Linked DNA regions of Mus musculus: region 1 is linked to region 2. The links are chromatin contacts, called in public Hi-C maps. All regions are on one chromosome and are shown on one strand. The core of a region is the stretch at or near the end of the contact, and the rest is flanking DNA. Distances in the headings are between cores, read along the strand shown. Region 1 holds the start of Efna5 (ephrin A5). Region 2 has its middle 180 kb from the start of Gm34038.

The links. A called contact is a pair of places that touch in the nucleus more often than the background predicts.
Region 1: a contact with region 2 is called in a Hi-C map of the N1E-115 cell line, with 18 times the contacts expected there. The contact joins the promoter of Efna5 here to the enhancer-like site in region 2. A contact is called at or near these places in 5 of 39 promoter capture datasets (the 3T3-L1 cell line, cranial neural crest, frontonasal cranial neural crest and 1 more), 6 of 484 Hi-C or Micro-C datasets (the N1E-115 cell line, cardiomyocytes and uterus) and 5 of 115 datasets of contacts at active chromatin or transcription factors (astrocytes, embryonic forebrain, embryonic hindbrain and 2 more).

Annotation. Positions count from the first base shown.
Region 1 is chr17:62,880,035-62,882,734 of GRCm38.p6, reverse strand. It overlaps Efna5 (ephrin A5), which reads left to right and starts at 1,418. Exons shown (of 5, transcript NM_207654.2): 1 at 1,418-1,729. The coding sequence starts at 1,605.
Region 2 is chr17:61,300,730-61,303,429 of GRCm38.p6, reverse strand. No RefSeq gene overlaps it. Among named protein-coding and RNA genes, the nearest start is that of Gm34038, 180 kb to the left of the region's middle. Within about 2 kb of position 1,264, at least 24 of the 459 cell types and tissues checked have an H3K27ac peak or open chromatin away from gene starts, as enhancers often do. A contact at or near this core is called in the N1E-115 cell line and astrocytes, where this site is marked.

The DNA.
Region 1 (2,700 bases), core at 169-2,668, 1.6 Mb before region 2:
TTTTTTTTTTTTTTTCCCTCCTCTTTTGCAAAACTGACTTTTCCCCTCCTTTCTACTTCTCGCCAGTCTTCCCAACCTCTCCAGGCTGCTCGCGCCGCTGCACTCAAGTTTATTTTCCCGCCTGGGCAGAGGTTTTAGGATTCGGTCGGTGGCTTTCACCTCTCGTTACTGCTGTGCCTAAGGAGGGAAGGAGGAGGCAGCTCCGGATCGGGAAGGTTTTCTGATGTAGTCATCGGGGAGGTGCCAGCAGCTCGCGTGTGCTCCCTCTCCCTTTTTCCCTCCCGGTTTCAAACTGATTGATGAATCTCTACAAGTTGCTGGGGTTGGGGCCGGAGAGGTCCGAGTCCCAGGGACACTTCTGAGAGCTCCCCCCCGGGGCTCTGGGCACGCCGTGCGGGGGTTCAGCCTCTCTCCCGGAAGGCGAACGGAGACTGTCATCAGCCCATCCCGGACTTGGAGGGCTCCATCCGAAAGTGATTGTTTCCCCTCTCGCTTCTCAGCCCGGCAGTTGGCTTGGCGTCGCCCTGCAGGTTTGGGCATCCCGGCCCCGCCTGGCTGGCTGGTTCACAACCTCTGCTCTTCATTCACTCCGCGGCACCCACACCCGGCCAAGACAAGCTAGCAGGAGAAATCCCCGACTCAGCCAGCGCCCGGGGGTGCCATCTCGCTCTGCCTCTGCGGTCGGACTCCTTTGGGGACCTGCTGGAAGACGTGAAGAGCCAAACTTTTCTTGGAGCCTTTTCCGAAGCAAGACCCGCTCCTCCTCTCCTCGCCTGAGCGCTCGGCTGCGGCTTTGGGCAGTTCCAGGACTCCGGCAGAGCCGGGCTTGCGGATCCAGATCGCCACTCTTCTCTGCGCACCTCCGGGTACCGCAGTCCACAGGACTCCTGCGAGCCTTGCGGGGGGTCGCCTGGCCAAGGCACAGAAGGGAGGCTCCGGACTGCTTCCAGCCTCCTGGGGACACCAGTGTGAGGACGCCCCCCCCCCCGCCCCCCTCCACACAGCGCCCTCCTCCTGCAGTTTCTCTCCGGCCGCCAAAGTAACTTGGAACAAAGCGGGGCGCACGGTGAGGGCCCAGCGCGGCGGAGGAAGCCCGTGCAGACCGCGGCGCCGACACTGAGCCGGGCCCGGCGGGCCGGTGTATGTCTCCCCGCAGCCGCGGCGCTCAACTCCCCGTGACTGTGCAGCGCGCGCCGCCGCCTGCCCCGACCCGCGCTGCCGCCGCCCGGCCCCGCACGCACCTCCCTCTCCCGGGGTGACCGGCTTGCAGCCGCCGCCCGAGACACAGCTCCGCACCCCTACCCCCGCCCTCGCCGCCGCCACCGCACACACGCACGCGTCTCTCCGTCTTGTGATTCTTCTCCCCTCCCGAGCCCTTCAGTGGGGGTGCGAGTTTGTCCCCCCGCCCCAGCCACTGCCTCCTTCTTCTCTCTCTCCTCTTCCTCTTCCTCCCGCGCTCGCCGCGCGCCTCTCGCCCCTTCATCGTATTTATTCCTATTTATTTGGCGTCCGCTCTCTTCGTCTGCCCCTCTCCCTCCCTCCCCCTGGATCCCCGATCTCTCCCCGGAGTGGCGCGTCGGGGGCTCCGCCGCTGGCTAGGCGTGATGTTGCACGTGGAGATGTTGACGCTGCTCTTTCTGGTGCTCTGGATGTGTGTGTTCAGCCAGGACCCGGGCTCCAAAGTCGTCGCCGACCGCTACGCCGTCTACTGGAACAGCAGCAACCCCAGGTAAGGTGGCCGGGGCGGGGGCGCCAAAAGCTCGGGCTCCGCGGGCCTGGGCCGGGAGCAGGGGACACGGCGGCCGGGAGCGGCGCGCACCAGCCGCAGGCAGCGCGCGCCCTCGGAGCCTGCGTCGCCAGACGCCGCTGGCCGCCCGGCGCCGGCGGGAAGCGCTCGCTCCGCGCCGCTCTTTGTTAAGCCAGGGCGGCAGGGCCGGCGGCTGCTAGCAATCCCCAGGGCTGCGCGGAGCCGCTGCCTCCGACCGGGTGCGGGGAAGACACGGGAATGGGCGGGAGCCCCGGACCCGGGCCATCGCTTCCCAGTCGGGGAGATTGGCCCGCACCTCCGGATCCCGGCTTAGAGCTTGGGTGCTGGTAGCCTCGGGTGCGTACTGCCAAGAGGTCCTCCCTGGAGCCTGGGGGGCGCGGGGCTGAGGCCGGGATCCTGATAGATAGCATCAAAGTTTTCTTTTTTTTTTAATTTTAAAATTTTTACTTAAACATAATGCCTTCTTTTACCTCCTTGCGCGCATAGAGAGAGCGCGTACCGGTTAGAGGGAAGCAAAGGGGGGTTGGAGGGATGGGTGAGTGGAAAGCGGAAGCTTTAGGGTTTAATGTTCTTTTTAACTGCGAGATAACTGTTAGGTGACCCCCCCCCCCCCCACACACACACCGCCAAGTCGGTCTAGGCCCATCGCGCTTGGCCCTGGAAAGGATTCTCCCAGCTCGGGCACCCTCCTTTCCCCCCCAGTGGGCTTAAGGTGCCAGAAAGTTTGATCGAATGCCGGGTTACGTCACGAGTGCAGAGCGAGCCGCTGGAGTTGGCAAGCCGGAAGGTGGGAGCCTTCGCCCCGGGGCCTGGCGCTGTGCAGCTGGAGGGACGCGCGTGGTTACCTGCGACAGCGTCTAGGCGACCCCAAAGCCTGCGGGCTTGGCGGGAGGCTGGAAGCGGGCGCCGGGGACTTCCTTAGCGCACGCTCT
Region 2 (2,700 bases), core at 15-2,514:
CAAGGGAAAGACAATGGCAGTCAAGGAGAGAATGTAATATAATGAAATAAATCTGTTATTAAATTCTTAGAAACAGAATTTCAAGTCTTTGCACTACTAATTACTATACTTAAGGAGAGTTCCTATGATTTGAGTTTTATTTAATTCATCTTTTGAATATGAGCACTATCGCCTATTTTCAGTTTGATCATAGGACTATATATTTTTAAATCATATTTGCGACCCATTGTGAAACCCTGACATTTGAAAACTTACATTTTCATGTATCTGAGTTTGCTGTTTAAATCTAGGTTCTCTTTCATTTTATTTTTAAAATCTGGAAAAGATGAAAAACACAATAAGCATATGATGTGTAATTACAAAATAGAATGCACTCATAATACTCTCAGAAAACATTAGACCTTCACTAATGTAAATTAGTAATTAAGATTTCCTTATAGGGCTACTGCAGCTATGATTCTAGCTCGAGAGAAGAATGCTTGGTTTACAAGTTCAAGGGCCTGAGTTCAACCCCAACCCCACAAAGACAGGGAAAAAAATGGAAATATATATAGTGCTTGCTATCTTGTTTCTCAGAGTTTAGAATTAAATGTAACAGTAAGTTAGAATAAATCCTTATTAGGTAGAGACAAAATGGTAAAAGCTACATTGGATATAACGGAAAAGCTTAGAACCAGTTGAATGTTCCCCTCACTACAACTTCCTGCTGAGGTTTCCATCTGGCATAACCGCATTACGGAACAGACTGACATCCTTATAGAGAGATACTTTGAGACTTAATGGAAAGCTAAAATTACATCAAAGTCATTCCCGTTTAGAATGCATAGATGTGTGTAATACATTTTAGAAATATTTCTACAAGAATGGTTAATTGTAGTGCTTAGAAAGTTAAGCTTCAGTTATCTGTAAAATTAGCATATGTGTCAAGATCACTCCCCATCAGCATCAGTTTATGGGAATCTTTTCTCTGTTGCCATTCACGATCATTCTTCTGATACTTTCTGTCATTTTTCTGCTACCCAAATGTGTTCCAGTGATGAATAGATCCTTTTCCCAAGGATCTTCTGAGGGAAGCTGTTATTAAGATCTATTTTTACATTAGCAAAAACCCATCCCAAACCTGTTTCCACTGATCATTCTAACTCTTATGCTTCACTGTGATGTCAATGAATTTCACAGGCTAAAGCTGCCATTGGAGCTGCTGTATGTGCTTGTAATCAGAGCCAGACATCTGTGAGTGCACCAAACAAGCCCCAGGGCAGGAAGGCTGGCATCTTTCCACCTGCATCACTATTTAAGTAAAAGCAGCACCAGGAAGAAAGACAGGGTAGTCTGTTCTCTTTGTAATTGGTATTGGCGTGAGTGAATGCAATTCATAAACTGGCTCCAAGGCTGTTCATTTTCAAGATGATGTTTTCACACATTCTAACACAAAGAGCTAGAAGAGATAGTTAATTTTGACTACATGTATCCTTACAGATTTTGAAAGATAGTTTCCTCCTTCCCAAATAGATCACACACACACACGCACACACACACACACACACACACACACACACCCTTGAAACATGTGACAATTTCCTTGATTTCAAGGCTTATTTAACAAATGAGTTATAGTCTCACAAAAGTAATTTTCTAGTTTCCTTTGATGGCTGATGGAGTGGAGAAATGCATGGCTGAACTAATGATTTTCTGAATAGCAAATTAAAAGTAGTTATAAAAATATATCGTAATACATTTTAACATTAGGATGTAAATCACACCTTCACAATGTGTAACAAAATGACAACTGGTGAATATAACTGAATGCAGAAATAAAATGGGAGCCTAACTTTATAATCATTGTGGAGAAACAAAGGGTAACACTTGGCTACAATGGACATGCCAGGTTATTTGGCAGAGGCTGACACCATTTAGTAAAAGGGTCAGCTGCTGGCACTTGTATAGGGTCATTTACTGCCTATGGGATTGTATTTTTCCAAAGGTAACCTGCCTGGGCATAGCTGGCACATTGTTATGGGAGCAATGCCCTCAGAAACAAACCTTTTGTGCTTGAGGATGAGTCAGCTAAGCCTGGGTGCCAGTTTTCAGGAGGCTGCATGGAAATGCCATCTGCCTGAGTCATGCAGACAGTTGGGGTCTTCAGGTCCCAAGTGTGAGTAGGGTTTGAACATAAACAACTCCTTCACCAGAGAGAAGGGTAAATAGGTACTCCCCTTTTGGTCCTGGACAGACAGCACAACAAGTCACTGAAATTCCTAATTTTATTGTTTATTTTTTCTGCACAAATTGTTAAATTAATATATAAATAATACTAATACATTTGACAATAAATTTGAATGCGAGAATTTATTTTCAGTTATTTATTCAGTGCATCAATTATATACAATGAAATTTGATTGGATAGAATTATTTCAGATTGAAAAAGATATGAGCTTACAGTAACTTTCTTTTCTTTCTAAATTCTTTAAACTTTTTCTACAATTCAGTCTTTATCCCACCCCTGGTCCAACCTCTGACTGTTCCACATTTCATACCTACCCCCTCAGCCCCATCTCCAAGAGGATGTCCCCACCCCCACCCGCTCTCCCACCCAACCAGACCTCTCCACTCCCTGGGGCCTCAAGTCTCTGGAGTGTTAGATGCATCTTCTTTCACTGAGTAAAGGCCTGATGATAGTCCTCTGCTGTATATGTGTTG